2 separate regions of the Arachis hypogaea genome follow, and region 1 is linked to region 2. The links are chromatin contacts, called in public Hi-C maps. All regions are on one chromosome and are shown on one strand. The core of a region is the stretch at or near the end of the contact, and the rest is flanking DNA. Distances in the headings are between cores, read along the strand shown.

Region 1 (6,406 bases), core at 1,638-4,137, 44 kb before region 2:
CTAAATATAAATTAAAATTTAATTTTAATATACTATCCATATAAATAATTTTATATGTATATTTAAATTATATAATATGATATTAATAAAAATAATTTTTTATATTGACTACATGAATAATTATTTAAAAGAACTGATATAATTATATGACTATTTAAAATATTTTATAATATTAATATATTAAAATTAAACTCAATAAATTATTATAAAGTGACTTGACTTGTCAGATTTTATATCATCTTCAAATGCATGCAAGGCACATGGGACACTGTTAATTTGTTTCTATGTAGGAGCTGCGAGTAGCCGAGTAACACCATAATTTGATTAAATAACAAATATATTTTAACCCTTTTTATTTTTATTTTTTTAATATATACATTTGTCTTATTCTATCTGATGACAATTTTTATTTTCTAATAAACTAAAAAAAGGGGTTAGAATCAGCAAATGAAAATGAATGGTCTTTTGGCTCACACATATGATTGGACAGCAAAAACATATAACGGGTAGTTATAAATAGTTTGTATATGATTTATGAAAGCAATTTTATTTTGTCGTCGTCATATATCTATGTTTTGGTAATTATAATTGAAAAAGCTAAGAAAGCACTTGAGCCCTATTTATAGATAGATACCTTTTCAATTTTATTGAGGACTTGTAACTTGATTAGATTGGTACAGAGTGAAAACTACAGCTTATTTTAAAGATTAAGGAACATTTTTTTAAATTCATGAAAATAATTATGCCCTATGATTTTATAAATAATGAAATAATTTTGTATAAACTATACACTAAAAGTAATGATTTTATGGAAAATAAGTATCATTTGTTAATTTATATATCTAAAGGCAGTGGTCCCAAAATAATTAATTTCTTGTATCCAAGGGTAACTTATGGAAGAGAAATATGTTAAGTGTACTTTATACTTCCACAAAAGCAATTGACCCATTTGGCTACTGTCTGTATTCGAAGCCAATAATATGTTATGTTATCATATATATACTTTAGAGTTTAGATGGTTGTATGGAAAAATGATTAATTTAATCATAATTGGCCGAAAAGGAGAACCAATCAATGAATGAACAGCCTAACTGATGGATGAAAGGAAAAGTTGAGTGTATACTTCGCCACTCCTTTCCTTTTTTTTTAAATAAAAAATAAGAATTAAGAGCTTAAAGGATGAAAAGGATATATTATATATATTTATATGTCAACATTAGTTTCTTACATTTGAATAATCACAACTTATTGCTTATTCCTGACATATATATTAAGAGATATATAAAAAAAGTCTATTATATAAAAATTTAATTCCTGACATAATTCATAGTTTAATACTTTTAATCTGGCGATTCAGCACTATATTTTTAACTAATATTTTTAATTAAATATAAACAAAAAATAATAAAATTATATTGGTTCTATAGTATTACTGTTTTATTATTAATACTCAATTCTTTAATTTTACACGTGAGCTTTCTATTTTTTTTTTGCCGAAGAAAAATGATTCATTTTCTTACAATATCATATTAAGATGAAAATTCATATACAATTATTATCTTTACTTAAAGTTATTAATAAAAAACTATTAAATAATTTAATAAATTTAACTAAATTATTATTTAATCATATTTAACTATCAACAAAAAACAACTGCTTCCACGCATTCAAAACTCAAAGGAGCACCATCATTGCTAGTTATAAACAACAAGAGTCACGCACACACATAAAAGTGCGTAAAAGTGAGAATAAAATGATAATATAAAAATGTTAAGAATCAACATTTTAATTATTTTTAATGAAAAGATAATTAATTAATTTTAGTCTAAATAAATAAAAGAAGCTTTCTTATGTATCAATATTTTATGAATATGGATAAAGTATTGCATCCAATTAGTGAGTTGTGTTGTTTAACTGTTGAGAAAATGATGCATGGAGTAATGAAACGGCTACAGATGGAGAACGATGAAGAAATCTTACCCGACCGATTTCAAGCCATAGAGATTGGTTGAAAGAAGCAGCGGTTGTGATGACCTGAGGGAAGCTAGTGGCACCAGGGAAGGGCCCACCGAACTTAGTCCCTGGGCCCACATTAGAAACACCGTGCAAGGCCTCCGACCACCACTCATAGCCCTGAATCCCAAGCCTTGGAACCGCTATGGCGTTATTAACCACCAGCCTTATCTTCTCCGCCAATGTGAGCCTCCCTATGAGGTCCTGCACCCTCACGTGGATTGGCACGTGCGTCCAACAGAATCTCAACGTCCTCGTTAAACCGTTTTTCGGGTCACATGCAAACGGCACCCTCCCTCCTTCCGCAATTGCCACGCCCCCACTACTTATCGTTATTGTTACCACGATAACTGACACGATAACCGATGCTAACAAACTCTTGTTACCGTTGTAACAATAATTAGAACAAGAAGGGGAAGAAGCCATGTTTGAATGGTGAGTAAGTGAGAAGTGATGAATGAGGTGTGTCTTTGTGTGTTGTTGTCTATATATAGTGTGGTCATGGTGGTGGGAGTTGCGTATTTTAAAGGGTTTGAAGCTTTTTCATATCTTGATTGGGTTTCCACGTCGATCATCAAAATAATTGAAAATGAAAATCCAATTATTTGGATAAAATCATTCTAACATCCATCAACCTTATAATAAACACTTAATTAATTAATTGTATTACCATTTATTAAAAGTAGTGAGTGAGTGAGTGTGACTCGGAGTAACACGTAGTTGGACTCAGTGGGTGTGGTAGTGGTGGTGGTGGTGAATAGTGACCTACCAGTTGGTTTAAGCATATGGTAGATGCTAAAATTAAATGAACAGATTAAGTTATATGCCACAACTTAGGAAGATTGACGCATATAGAATCGTACAAAATAACAACGGAAAAGGGGGATGTCTCTATTACTCTATATATATTAATGTTAATTTAATATAATTTTGACCTTAATTTATTTTTAACTTCTTTTGTTTTTCTTTTCTGAGAAGAGTGGGTCACGGACGGGAGAATCTCTCGTTTTCTTTCACTTTGTACCGCGCGCTAATAGGCTTTCTATTCTACGGTGCATTTTTTTTTTCTTTTTCTTTCTGAAACATGGTGCTTAAAAAATAATTAATTAACAAAAATTTGTATATATAATTAATCAAAATTTATCTTTTTCATATTATTCTATTTCTTGGTCAAAAATAAATAATAGAATCAATTTTAAAAACTGTACATCTAAAGTTAAAAATTACATATCTAAAATTGGTGTTAGCATTATTAACTAATTTTTATTATTTCTTCCAAATTTATCTTTCTGTGTATATATATGTCACATACACGGGTACATAATTATTCTACCTCCTCGTCTAGGTCTTTGTAATTATTTTATAATAGAAATATAAATTTATTTTAAAGAAATAATAGATATTTAAAATTACATAAAGATCTCCTTTTTGCCAATAAATATTTTTATCTATTAAAATATTGGAAGATAGTAAAAATATGATAAAGACATAAGTTGTGTATTTTCTAAATTATAATATCTCCATATTTTTTATTCTAAAATATTAAACATATTGTAAATGAACATTAACATTTTAATTACCTAATTATATGTATTTCAAAAATGTTATTTGTACATTAAAATTAGTCATTATGTATTTATATATAAATATATGTCTTATTTAACTAATTTATAATGTGTATTTTATATTTTAACATATATTTTATATTAGTGATTAATTTTAATGTATACCTAACATAATTATATATATTTACATCTTTCGCATGAATTCAAAAGATTATGTGCAAAAGGTAAAAAACATATAGTATAGACAACAACACATAAAGACGAGAATGTTTTAATCTCAGATAAGAGTATATATTTAATAGGTTTTTAAAAAATTTTGTATTAGATATTTTTGTTTCTAAACAAATTTTATTCTATAAAGATTTTAAATTATATAAAAATAAAATATAAAAGTTTTTCTTATCACACTTTTAAAAATTTATTTATCAAAAATCTCAATGTAATAAAAAATTTTTGAATGAAAATTTTTAATTCAACATTTTTTAGAGATAATAATGTGAAGTCTACAAATGAAAGGATCATTTTAATTTGTGTTACAATAAGCTAATGTGCATTGACATTGGGAAAATTACAGAAGTCAACATACAAATTTGACGGTTTGTGAAGGGTGTTTTTTCTCTCTCCCCACCAAATACAATGACTGCTTCATTCAAAACCTCTGTTTCTGGTTGGGTGTTTACAACAATAAAATTGACCCATGAAAATTCAAAGGCATTTTTTTCATCCCCGTGATGATGTTACTGCTTCTGACTAATAAAAACTTCCCGTGACCCCATTTGCCCATAAAAGAATAATACGTACCCTGTTTTGTCCCTTTTTACCGAGCTATATTCACATCTTTCCACCCCTTTGCAACTGCTTCAATTCTTTATTATAATATCTAGAATGTTTTGTCCCTTCTTTAATACTTCTTGTTTTGAATAAACTCCGGAATTAATCTCAAATAATTCTAGATTATACCATTTGGTTTTCAATAATAGTTATTTTTAAAATTTTTTTGAAAATCCTTTTCATTAGACATTTTGATTTTTCTGTCATTTTATAAGGAGATTAATTATTTTATAGTGTAATTTTTTTATCTGATTGTCTTATAATAAAAATTTTATTAAAATTTTATTTGTCTAACAAGTATATTAGAAATTTGATTGAAAATGACTAAAAAAACAAAAATTTTGTCTAAAAAGAGTAATTATGAAAGAAGTCTAAAAAATAAAATTTTGTTAGAATCAAAATATTGGATCTAAAATATTTTGGAGACTCTTTTGTTTTCTATATATCAATTTGAGTAATTTTTTATGTGATGGGATTTTTAAGCCATTCATGTATGTTTTTTGCATTTTTATTTTAAAGGAGAAAAAGGAAGTTAATTTATTGTTAGCTTATTGAGGAATACTAATAATTTGCTAGTGAGTTTATTATTGTTCTAGTCAACATTTCCTATAACTATATATTATGAGATATACATTTTATTATTTTAATTCAGTTGGTTATCAATTCATTCCTAACAGTTCTAGAATTTTACTCTTTTTCTATTCTCTCTCTCTCTCTGGCCCGATATCTATATGGTATCAGAGCTTTCTCTCTCTCATGGCTTCCGCAACAATGTCTCTGATGCAAGTAGCACAAGCCTTCTCTAGTCCAATAGCTATGAAATTGGATGATGATAACTATCTACCATGGAAGGATCAAGTAGAATCCATGATCGAAGGATACGAGATGCTTGACCACATCACAGAAAAATCAATTCCAGTGAAGTATCTCTCCAACAGAGATGAAGCTGCCAATGTGATAAATCCAGCGTATTCGAAGTGGAAGAAGCATGATGCGTTGTTGAAGACTTGGTTACTAGCATCGATGAGCAAGCGGTTGCGACGAGAATGGTCGGTTGTATCTTCTCGCATGAAATTTGGTGCAGGTTAGAAACATACTTCGCATCTCAAATTACAGCAAAAATTAGATAATTAAAGAACAAGTTAGTCAATACGAAGAAGGAAGGATCTGTTTCAGATTATTTGCTTGAAATCAAGAAAATAGTTTATTCATTAGTATGTGTTGAAGCTGCAATTAGTGATGCTGATCATGCTGAATCTGTGTTGAATGGTTTTTCTGAGGAGAATACCTCTTTTATTACAACAATCACGGCAAAATCCAAGCCTGTGTCCATAAAAAAATTAGAAACTTTGCTGATGGCACATGAAAAATTGTTAAAAAAAGTACAAGAAACCAGATAATCTGGTGCAAGCACACTTGGCTCACACTCAATCAAACTTCTATCACTTAAGAGGTGATTTCCGTGAAAGCAGATGTGTCTTTTGTAGCAGAAGTGGTGCAAGATTTATGATAGGAGCAAGAACGGCGCAGTCTCAATTTCAAAATTACGGAAGAAGTGGTCCTAGACCGTCGCAATGCCAAGTTTGCAACAAACTTGGGCACATGACTTTCAATTGTTGGTACAGGTATGATGCCTATGGTAATGAAAGAGTTGAAGCCACGTCACATTCGTATTCAGTCTTTTTCCCAAAGTTGTGAACATCGACAGTCATGTGGTGCGTGGCTCCTGAATCTAGAAACCAATCTGGATCTTGCAGCGTTGTTGGAGCAGCAAATTCAGTATCATTCTGAAAGAGTCACCATGGACAATGGTTTAGGTTTTTCAATTAGTCGTATTGAAAGTTCAATTTTCATTTCAGATTTGAATAGAAAATAATTTTTGCCTAGCAAATTACTGCTAGTTTCAGAAATTTCAAAGAATTTGTTAAGTGTCTATCAATTTGCAAAATATAATAAGATATTTTTTGAATTTCATAATGATTAGTGTTGTCAAATGC
Region 2 (5,621 bases), core at 511-3,010:
TTTGCATTATCCTGCAGGTAGTTCGATTTTATCTTACGCCACCTTCATTTTCTTCCCTCAAAAATAAATAAATAAAAAATCCGAGCTTCTAGATGTTACAGGTCATTGCTCTGATCACCACAAAACAAAGAATGTATTAACAAATTATATAAATATGTATATAAGTCCAAGATTCTTGCATAGAGGATATGGTAACGCTTTTTAATATACAAATAGACGATTTGATTCGATGTTATAACAAATTCAATCCTTGAATATATAGATAGTGGCAGACCAATAATCCATTGGTGTGTATGTGCACTGCAAACCTTAATTTGTGGATCATTCTTTGCGTCCTTCCAATAATCATGATTTCTTTTGTTATATGTGCATGTATAGAACGTTATCACTCCTTATTATCACCAACCCTAACTTTTGGATCATCAATTCTTTTTTAGCCTTTCGATATTCATCTGTTATATGTTCATGTATTCAGACATGCCTTGATATTTTAGAACATCAATAATAAATTGGTGAAAAAACTCAGATGCAGTAGACTTACGTGATGTTAAAATTGAGAGTTATTAGATAATTTGATTTATTTGACTAAATTTTCATCTAACGATTCTCAATTATCAACTTCACGTAAAGTCGACTACACCTGAATTCTCACCTAGCAAATTAATAGAAAGAATCACTGCGTTAAAATTTGTTACAACTTCAATGAATTATTTTGTCTATGTATTAGACACAGTTTAGACGAGATATTTATTTGATACACGTATATTTTTATGTTTAATTTATTTTAATAAAAATTAAAAAATATTTTTTTGAATATCATTTGATACATTCAAATAACATTATGTACTTATTAATATTTTTAATTTATATTCTTAAAATAAGTGTAGGATTAGTATATATTATTATTTATAAAATAAATAATATCTTAAATAATCTTTATATTTAAAAATATCATTAAAAATATTAAAAAATTAGTTTGTATTTTAGTATTAATAAAATATTAAGATATTATTGTAAGACTTGCACTCTACGAAATATTTCACTTGGTAACGATTAATTCAATTATAGACAATTCCTCTTTTGCCTATAACCCTCCACCAATAATCCTCTTTGATCGGTTAATTCTAAATGAAAGCACCATTTCATAACGAGCATAAATTCTTAAAAAAAAAAATTGCATAAAAAATCTATATAGTGGAAAAACCCGAGCGATATCTTATGTTTAATACAAGACTAATTTCATATAACTTTAAACCATGCATTCAAATATATTACTACTAGAAGTATCAATCTTGATTTTTGGATCATAGGTTATTTACAGCCTTTGAATAACGATGTTATATTAAAGTGTCATTTTGATCCTTAAACAAAAATATAGGTGTATATTAAAATTAGTTACCAAAATTAATTATTATTATATATTATTTTATATTACTAATTAATTTTAATAGCTGATTTTAGTGCACATCTAGTATTACATGTTTTTAAATATCCACGGAAAAACTCGTTTTAAGATATTTAATTTTCTTTAGTACCTTAAGAATTAATTCCATTTAAGCCAATAAGTTCTATTAGTAATTGTCCCCGACATGTGATCCGAGAATTTGAGGGGGAAAATAGGATTATGCTGATAAGCCTATCAAGAAAATGTCTTGCATTTTGTCTAGTAGGGCCCAAATTTCAGTTCCGTTTAAGTCAAGTAACCAATGTTTATGGCCCAACAAAGAAGATAATTTTGGATAAGGCTTTAAGGTTTTGTTGTCCAAAATCATCATAACCATTTTATTATGGATAACCACACATTAACATACAACAGTCCTAGTCACACATGTCATGTCACAAACAAGATCAAGAACTAACCATTCTTTTATTTTTTAATTACATGATCCTCAATGCCACAAATTAATTACAACTTGCTCATCTTGGACCTGAAGAACATGATTATGATTCAGCTAGTTGGTTCGAACATTAACTATTGTGCTAAGCACCACTGATTAAAAAGAAAGCACCATTATTTGAGTATATTAGCATCAAGCAGCACAAAAAAATTCTAAAAGATGATTAAAAGGTTACTCTTCAGTTTCAATTTCAAATTTTATAACTAGTTCAAGCCTAGAGAATAACAGCTCAATATTTAGATACAGTACTATTCAGAATGTGGATCCTAAAATTCAAGCTATTGGTTTTTTGTTGGGCAACTCAAAATATTTAAGTGCAACCTACCTCAATCATGACACTATTAGTTAAGAGGCCCAATTATCATTGGATCGGCTAGGTCCTTTAAGTAATTGAGCTAGCATACTGGCTACATCAAACTATCAGCTACAATATCATGAAAAAAGAAACCTATAACCTATGATTCGAGTTAAACTTCAAGGTAGTTTTTTATATTAGCAATATAAATCAAAATAGTTCTTTAAATTTCAATTCTACCGATTACATATCGTTTTTGAAATTGGCAAAAAATACCAATCCTTTTCTAGCAACAATTAAACTAAGAATCCTTTAAAAGTTGTACAATATTTAGTCTTTTATTACAATAATTTAAGAAAAATAAAACAAACACATCTAAAAATTCTAAATAGATTTAATATCTTTTTAAAATTAAATACACATTCAAAATACAAACTAAATAAAACTGAAATTTAAAATTTAAAATTTAAATTTTTATTTCAAATTTAATATATTTAATTATTAATGTATTACAATTTAAATACACATCCAAAAATTAAATTAGTTAGAATTCAAAATTTGGTAATTCTACTTGCAAAATTCTAAAAAAATTTGGTTGAGTTTATCCGTGAAAATATGTTATCTTTCTTTTTTCACTTAATAAAATGTTCTATTTTTTTAAATTTATGTATAATATTAGAAGTGTCTGTATTTTTTTTAGAGTTGTAATGTTAATCTAATTTAGACGTGTCAATACTTAATTTTGGATGTGTTTATATTGTTCATTATGTTCTTATGTACATATATAAATTTTTTTACATGAATTTTGGATGTGTAGATAAAATATTTAGAGTGCATTCTTATAATTTTGGATGTGTATTTAAGTTTAATTTTAGATGTGTTTTAAAAATATTTTGAATAAAATATCATACTATCAGATATGTTATAATTAAAAAATATGACCATACCATCTACATCTTCCCTCTTAAACTTCAGATTTTTTTTTCTTTATTCAAACTACTTACGTACAAAGTACTTTATTTGTAACAACTCTATTAATAAAATTAAATAAGAATGTTCCAATTAAATAAGAATAGAATTTTTATATTTATTTTAAATATAATTAAAAATGTTAAACATGATATTTCTTAACAAATTACATAAACACATGTGTGAAAAATAATGACACCTTTCACCAATACAAAACGAGAAAGTACTTCAACTGGAAGGTGGTAATACGTCTTCACTAATGAAGACGAGAGGGAGAACTTAGTAGAAAGGTACTTTTTTTTTGTTTTGGATTCACTAATGTAGTGTGAATATCCTATAGAATAAGAAATAAAAAAATTTTATTTGTTAGGTGAAGTTAAGTAAAAAAAACAAAGTCACATTAACTAACTATGATATGAAGTGGATGGCTTTTAAAATTTAAATTAAATTCATTTATAGATATGTATCTACAAAATAAGAATATATTTCAATAAAAAAATAATTAAATATTATTTAAATTTGATTAAAGATTGATTAGTGTTGTACAACTAGCATTTTTCTTTTATCAAATGTCTCATTATGTCGTTAAAAACTAGTGTAGTACATTTTTGCTAATTTTAAGAATGTAATTAATGCAATTAAGATCTTAAAGACTATTTTAATCCAGGTAATTAATCTCAGATATCACTTTAAAATTTAACTCTGTCATAATACCAAACAAATTGGGAGAAAAACTAAAACTCTTGCTAGTATTTGATAATATCAACTTGAACTAAGCATGTAAACCGGATGAATTAAGCAAACAATTAGTTTTAATCACTATGGTACAACAACTACAAATCTCAAGCTACTGCAAAAACACAAATACGGCCCTTTCTCTTCCGTGAGGGAAAACACAAGGCCTCCCAAAGGGTCACCGCTGCTGCCGCCTCAATCTGGATTGCAGTGGCTCTCCCCTGCTCCCTTCCCTTTAACCTTCTCCTTTTTTCTTCTTCTCTTTCTCTCCCTTCCTTACCATCCATCATCTTCTTTGTTTTTACAGCTACAGTTTTATTTTTTCTCTTCACTTTTCACATCACCCACACCACCATCACTCTTCCACCGTCCACACCATCCGCTGCTGCTGTCGTTGCTGCCGCCTCCTCTCCCTCCTTTCTCCTGCACGCCCCTTTTCTTGGTTGTGATTTTTGTTTGTGCTTCTATTTCTTTTTAGAGATTCAAATCTAGATCTATAATAACCCCGTTGTGATTGTTCACTTTCCTTCTAAGGTTCTCATTGTAGACCATTATCAAACCTGAATTTAGCTCTATGTTCCTGGTTTTAATTTTAATAACCCATCCGTAGTATTTTTTTTCCTCTTTTGTAGTGGTGCTCTTGATTCCCTTTATGAATGCTAGTAGTAATTTGAGCTACAGATCTTTTTCCACGAAAAAATATTTTTGTTCATAAAAAAACTTTCAAATCTTAAAAATATTCAAATTTATATGGAAAAGAAGATGTATCTTCCTGTCTTGCATCACGTGTGTATAAATCTATAGAAATAAAAGAGACTTATATTTGTTTCTGTTTTTACTTTTTAAGATTTTTAGTAATCAAATATTGTGCCTCCTATTAGATTATAGTTTAATACATAGAATATTTATCTTTTTATTATCAATGTAGAATTGATATTTCTATGACATTTGTATGTGCCATTTGGTTTCTCTATGAATGAAAAATATTTTTTTCCGTAAAAAAAAAACTATAAATCATAAACCTAATTCATAGATTACCTGAGGAATCAAGTGTTCAAGTATAATAGCGCCAGCCATTGCAATGAAAAGTGCAGCAGGCTATGCATATTATTAAACAACCGAATTTAGGATTCACTTCAACAAATACTTATTGAGATAAACAACTTCAGCAACAATGTACAAGTTTAACAACACAACAAAACATCTCATATATCTGATTTTAAACTTTACCTTTTCTATACATACATACTATAGAGATCGATGTTGGGAAAACCATTAGGAAAATCATTGTTTTGGAAAATCTTACAAACTGAATCCACAATCTAATTTAGCACAGTAATCAATTTTCTATCCAATCCTAAGGACATAATAGATATCTACTTAGACAGAATTCATGCTCTAGATAGAAACCAACTACCCGGATCTTGATCTACAAAGAAATCCTACACTTTTAAGTTAAAAAATGAAATTTTACCTGATCAGCAACATTACATTTACATGTTGTAAAGACCATGAGAGCAAAGAAATTTTTATTCTATGATCACTGATTCTAGTTTGTCTCTATTAAGAATCGTACCGAATATAGTAATTTACTGTTTTAGCTTCCAAAAGATTTATTTTTTTGACAAAATATCCTTCTAAAGAAACAAATGATATTTTGGTTGGCATTTTGTCCTTCCAGAGATAGAATTTGACATAATACACCAATTTCTTTTTGACATTAA

Evidence for each region. A called contact is a pair of places that touch in the nucleus more often than the background predicts.
Region 1: a Hi-C map of leaf shows a contact between it and region 2, with 4 times the contacts expected there. The contact joins the promoter of LOC112796364 here to the enhancer-like site in region 2. A contact is called at or near these places in 4 of 8 Hi-C or Micro-C datasets (all in leaf).

What each region holds. Positions count from the first base shown.
Region 1 is chr4:14,666,489-14,672,894 of arahy.Tifrunner.gnm2.J5K5, reverse strand. LOC112796364 (beta-D-xylosidase 1) reads right to left here and starts at 2,887. Exons shown (of 5, transcript XM_025838785.3): 1 at 1,981-2,887. The coding sequence starts at 2,439.
Region 2 is chr4:14,622,005-14,627,625 of arahy.Tifrunner.gnm2.J5K5, reverse strand. LOC140184403 (a long non-coding RNA gene) reads right to left here. Exons shown (of 2, transcript XR_011881002.1): 2 at 4,786-4,995. Among protein-coding and RNA genes, the nearest start is that of LOC140184403, 2.9 kb to the right of the region's middle. Within about 2 kb of position 1,760, at least 3 of the 3 cell types and tissues checked have open chromatin away from gene starts, as enhancers often do.